Regions from separate parts of the Callithrix jacchus genome. Here region 1 is linked to region 2. Evidence: chromatin contacts called from public Hi-C data. All regions are on one chromosome and are shown on one strand. The core of a region is the stretch at or near the end of the contact, and the rest is flanking DNA. Distances in the headings are between cores, read along the strand shown. Region 1 holds the start of SDSL (serine dehydratase like). Region 2 holds the start of RITA1 (RBPJ interacting and tubulin associated 1).

What was found. Hi-C and Micro-C count contacts between places; a contact is called where the count stands out from the background.
Region 1: a contact with region 2 is called in a Hi-C map of skeletal muscle, with 4 times the contacts expected there. The contact joins the promoter of SDSL here to the promoter of RITA1 in region 2. A contact is called at or near these places in 2 of 3 Hi-C or Micro-C datasets (both in skeletal muscle).

Annotation. Positions count from the first base shown.
Region 1 is chr9:116,404,088-116,406,802 of calJac240_pri, reverse strand. SDSL (serine dehydratase like) reads right to left here and starts at 1,344. Exons shown (of 8, transcript XM_078337396.1): 1 at 883-1,344. The coding sequence starts at 1,097.
Region 2 is chr9:116,159,135-116,161,959 of calJac240_pri, reverse strand. RITA1 (RBPJ interacting and tubulin associated 1) reads right to left here and starts at 1,437. Exons shown (of 4, transcript XM_078337393.1): 1 at 1,151-1,437; 2 at 856-979; 3 at 1-209. The coding sequence starts at 124. DDX54 (DEAD-box helicase 54) reads left to right here and starts at 1,686. Exons shown (of 21, transcript XM_078337373.1): 1 at 1,686-1,881.

The DNA.
Region 1 (2,715 bases), core at 95-2,594, 240 kb before region 2:
AGTGTCTCACTCTCTCACCTGTGCTGGAGTGCATTGGTGCGATCATGGCTCACTGTAACCTTGAACTCCCAGGCTCAGGCAATCCTCCCACCTCAGCCTCCTGAGTAGCTGGAACTATAAACATGTACCACTGCATCTGGCTGATTTTTAAATTTTTATAGATACCCAGTTTTGCTGAGTTGGTCCAGGCTGGTCTTTTACTCCTGGCCTCAGGAGTAATTTCTTGTCAATTTCTTGTCTCAGGTCAATTTCTTGTCTCCGCCTCCCAAAGTACTGGGATAACAGGTATGAGCCACCTGTTGGCCCACAACAGGTGAGCCATTAACTCACCACTGACTCCATTTTGTAGACAGTGAACCTGAGGCCCAGAGAGATTAAGTACCTTATCTAAGTTCACACAATTAGAAACAGCATAGCCAGAACTCACAGCCAGGCAGTGTCTTCGGCATCTGGGCTATTAACCACGATGCTATACATTCTCCAATATATTAGCATCATCATTACTCTTATGAAAGCTGTAGGCATTTAATATATATTGCCAATTGTCTTTAGGAACCAAATGCTGCTGGCTCAGTTTCCAGGCTTCCCCAGCTCTCTTGCTTATATTGACTCACAAGAGGACAGTGGGCATCAGTTAAACGAAAAAGCCCCAAGCTGCCAACAGCCTTATCAACCCCAGACCCCATCAGGCACCTGAGGTCTGGGGCTGAGCTGTCTTGGCCCGGGGACACACAGCTCTTGTCCAGTATGGCAGCCACTGGGGCTGAAATGGGGGACCTGGGTCCTCCCTCGTGTGGAATAACCCAGGGGGAATCATGGGGCTTAGTCTCAGGTCCCAGTCATGCCAACCTTGGCCAAGTCACTTTTGTCACTGGACCTTACCTGTCACATCTCTGAGTTGAGGTAAGCCCACCAATGCTGTCCACCTCCCTTGTTCCTGAAGTCTTTCCCCAGAGGCCACCTGGGTGGCACTCCACAGCCCAATCCCTGGTGCCAAGGCTGGGACACCTCAGGTGAGCCCCTTGGCTGGCAGAATGCCCAGCCCTGCTCCTCTGGCAGCAGAACCCACTCTCGCCCCTCAGGGTCCCCAGCACCATGCCTTCTTCTGCAGGGCACCCTGAATTCAATCGACATTCCTGGGAAGGCCTAGACCACGCTCGGCCCCTCTCACTTCTACCTGCTCAGCTTGGACTTTGCCCAAAGCCTCCCAAACTCCAGCAGTCTCTCATTGACGCACACGCTGAGCCCCAGAGGCCCCAGCTGGCCCCAGGCCCCTTACCTCTCTGCCAGACTGTCCCAGACCAGCGTGGCCGCAGCTGCTGCCCTCCAGCCTGCTGGGGAAACAGCCCTGTCCAGCTTTGGTCAGCTTCCTGCAACCTTGGCCCCTCCTCCCTTGTTAAAGACACAGCTCCAGATCCTAAGGCTCCGGGTGAAGACGGAGGAGGAAAGGGGATGAGAGCAAGCCTCACTGCCTTCCCGTGAACTGCCTATGACTCGTGCACTGCCTATATGACTCACAGACCACCCTGTCTCATTTGACAGATGAGCAAACTGAAACTCAGAGAAGGGAACTTATCTGGCCAAGGCTACCCAGCCGGCGAGGGGCAGACAGCCTTTGCCCCAGGCCCTGGCCGGCTCTTCCATGATGCAGGCATCTCCACATCCTCTCGTTTTAGGTCCAGTGATTGTCCCGGATGCCATCCACTTCCCCTGAACCCCTGTTGGGGTCAGCTTACGTCTGAGATGGGAAAACAGGGACAAAGAAACAATTTTTTTTTTTTAGATGGAGTTCCACTCATCGCCCAGGCTGGATTGCAGTGGCACGGTCTTGGCTGAGTGCAGCCTCTGTCTGCCATATTTAAGCAATTCTCCCACCTCAGCCTCCCGAGTAGCTGGGATTACAGGCACCTGCCACCATGCCCAGCTAATTTTTGTATTTTTAGTAGAGATGGGGTTTCACCATGTTGCCCAGGCAGGTCTCAAACTCCTGATCTCAGGTGATCCCCCACGTCGGCCTCCCAAAGTGCTGGGATTACTGGCATAATCTTGGCACCCAGCCAATAAAACAATTATTATTCGTCATGTGGGAAAGGTATATTTTTGTCTGAAGCACCTCTGCGTCTCTGATATTTTACACCAACATGAGAACCCACGCAATTATTTACTACTCAAATGAATGACCATTCATTCAATAAATATTGGACACCTACTATATGCCAATCCCTGCACTTTGGCCTTAAACAAGATGGCATGTCCCCTGCCTTCTCAAAGCCCTCGGGGGCCATTCGAGAGCAATAGCAATTATCATCAGTGCTATCGGACGTTGGCAGCTGAGGAGTGGGCAGGGCTTTCTAATCCAGAGCAGGCACCCCACCTGGCCCTAGGGGGCTGGGAAGGCTTCCTGGAGGAGGGGAAGTCTGAGTGAAGCCAGGAGTCTGGCACAGGGAGGGCAAAGGTCTGGAAATGAAAAACATGGTGTGTTCCAGGGTCGGGGAAGTATCCAGCGGGGCTGGGAGGGAGAAGGCAAGGGTGAGGAAGCAAGTGGGGTTGGGGCTGGAGACACCAGCAGAGATCAGAGTCCACAGGGATGCTTGTACCAATCCAGAGTTTGGACCTTACCCAGGGGCACTAGGGAGCCACAGAAGGCTTTAGGCGGGGGGATAACATGGTCAAATTCTTGTCTTGTGTCTGCCCCAACTCACTGTGTGAACCAAA
Region 2 (2,825 bases), core at 188-2,687:
GGCTGCCAAACAGACTCTCATCCACATATGACGGCCTGACCTTGACCCGGTAGCCAGCCCGGCGGTGGTGCTGAAGGTGGAGGGTCTGCATCCCACTGATGGCCAGCTCCATGGGGGTCTTCATGCTGCCTGTGGTCCCTGGTGACAGCGGGTGTAATCTGCCGGGCAGGTCCTGCTTCTGAGGCTCCCTGTGAGAGGAGATCGGAGTGCTAATGGAGGAAGATTGGTAGTCTCTGAAGTTCTCATCCCAAGGGCTTAGTTCCCTCTCAGCCAGTCTCTCAAAGGGGAGTTGTCAACTTCAGGGGGTATGTCAGGAATTTCTTTGGCTTTTTATTTTTTTTTTACTTTTTTTGAGATGGAGTCTCACTCTGTCACCCCAGACCCAGGCTGGAGTGCAATGGTGCAATCTCGGCTCACTGCAACTGCAACCTCCACCACCTGGTTCAAACAATTCTCTGCCTCAGCCTCTTGAGTAGCTGGGATTACAGGCACCCGCCACCATGTCCTGTTAATTTTTATTTTTATTTTTAATAGAGATGGGGTTTCACCATCTTGGCCAGGCTGGTCTTGAACTCCAGACCTCGTGATTCACCCACCTTGGCTTCCCAAGGCGTGAGCCACCGCACCTGGCCCTTTGACTTTTTTTTTTTTTTAAGTCGTCATAATGATGGAGAAAGGGGTGCTATTGGCAATTATTTATAGACTGACTCAGGGTGAAGGAGAGGTGACACCTGTGCCCATTTAGGCACCAACCAGAAAACACACTATGGTGGTAGGGGAGACAGGCACTTTCCTATATCCTGTGTGTATTATGGGGATGGGGGCAATAACAGCCAGCGTGGATCCCATGCCTACCTCCTGCAAAGAGCTTTACAAGCATTGTTTCATTTAATCCTTTCAACAGCACTGTGAAGTAGCTTCGATTTTGTCCATTTTACGGATCACAAAACTGAGGTGAAGTCACATGGGTAGGTCACACCTATAAAGCTAAAACGGTGGAAGTGAAATCTGAGTCCAGAGATTGTGTACTTCACTACACTGCTATTGGGAGATCACCGCCGCCCCCACCTCCCCATATTCTGCGACTCCCAAATCAACGAACCGGTTAAAAAATGCCCGAGGTCCCTGCATTTTTGAGCTGTTCTCCTACCTGAGCATCTTGGCTCATAGGCATTGGGGTCCTCAGGTACCTCTCCCCGCGCCTTCTTCCCACCAGGTCTGGACTAGTCAACGAGGGCACAGAGGCGTTGGGTGCATCCGGAATCCCTGTGAATCTTCGGCCAGGAATGCCCGGGGCCCCGGACCCCCGGCAGCCCAGGCCGTACCGGTGTACCGCGCGCAGACCGACTCACCCAGGGAGCCGGCCCAGGCGACGTGTGAGCGACGCGCGCATCCAGAAACCCAGAACCCAGCAACTAGGGAGCAGGCAGCAGCACTGCGGGCGCGGCTCGGACCATTCGCGCCCGGAGATGGGGGGGGGGAGTCAGCCCAGGGACGGGCGTCACGTTCTTGACGCCCAGGAAGTTCCTAAACACGGAGAGGGGCCTCTGGTGCCATTCACTCAGGGGCGTGTGTACTAGGCTGCCCAGGGCCGCAGGCACTACCGAAAGTGCAGCCGGGGTGACGTGACCACCGCTCCTTCCCTACCTTCGCAATTAGTACGCGCCGCAGGCCCCGCCCCTTCCGCGTTCCCAGCGCGCGGCCCGAATGGCGGAGGGCAAGCGCCCCGCGGCCGGACTTCGGTCGCCGTCTGCTATGGCCCAGTGGAGGAAGAAGAAAGGGCTCCGGAAGCGCCGAGGCGCGGCCTCCAAGGCCCGCGGCAGCGACTCGCAGGACGGCAAATTTGAGATTCAGGCGGAAGATGACACCGGGGCCCGGAAGGTAGACACATGGGGCTGGGACGCACGTTGGGGCCCAAGAACCGGCTCCGGGAAGCGCCCCGAAGCCTGTTTCCCCAGCTGGGGAGTGGGCTCCGCAGAGGGTGGGGAGGGAGGCTGCCGGTCCGAGGACCGGTCTTGGGACCGCCGGCCTGAAGACGTGCCTCGGGGCTTGTTAGGCTAGGGGTCCCGTTGCAGGAGCCTGCGGGCCTTCCTGCGGGCTTTCGGTCGCGCGTCCCTCATTGGCTGTCTCCTGCTCAGGGGCGGATCCTGGTTTCCTTTCGCCCAATGAAAAGTGCGGGCGCAAAAGATCTGACTTTGAGAGTTTGGAGCTTTCTTGGGAGGTTGAATTAAGGGGATGCCGGACTGCGTGGCTTGCGACAGTGACCCCCCCAAACCTCTGGGAAACTAATTAAAAAAAAATTTTTTTTTTTTTTGGAGTCGGAGTTTCGCTCGTCACCCAGGCTGGAGTGCAATGGCCCGATCTCGGCTCACCGCAACCTCCGCCTCCTGGGTTCAAGCAATTCTCCTGCCTCAGCCTCCCGACTAGCTGGGACTACAGGCGCACGCCACCATGCCTAGCTAATTTTTGTATTTTTAGTAGAGACGGGGTTTCACCATGTTGACCAGGATGGTCTTGATCTCTTGACCTCGTGATCCACCCGCCTCGGCCTCCCAGTGTGCTGGGATTATAGGCGTGAGCCACCGCGCCCGGCAAAAAAAATTTTTTTTGAGGCAGAGTCTTGCTCTGTTGCTCATGCCGGAGTGCAGTTGTGTTGCACGGCTCGCTGCAGCCTCTGCCTCCTGGGCTCAAGCGATCCTCCCATGTCAGCTTCTGCAGTAGCTGGCACCAACGGCACGCGCCACCATGCCCGGCTAGTTTTAAAACTTTTTGTAGAGACGCGCTGTCGGGGGGCGGTGTCTCCCTATATTCCCAGTCTGGTCTCG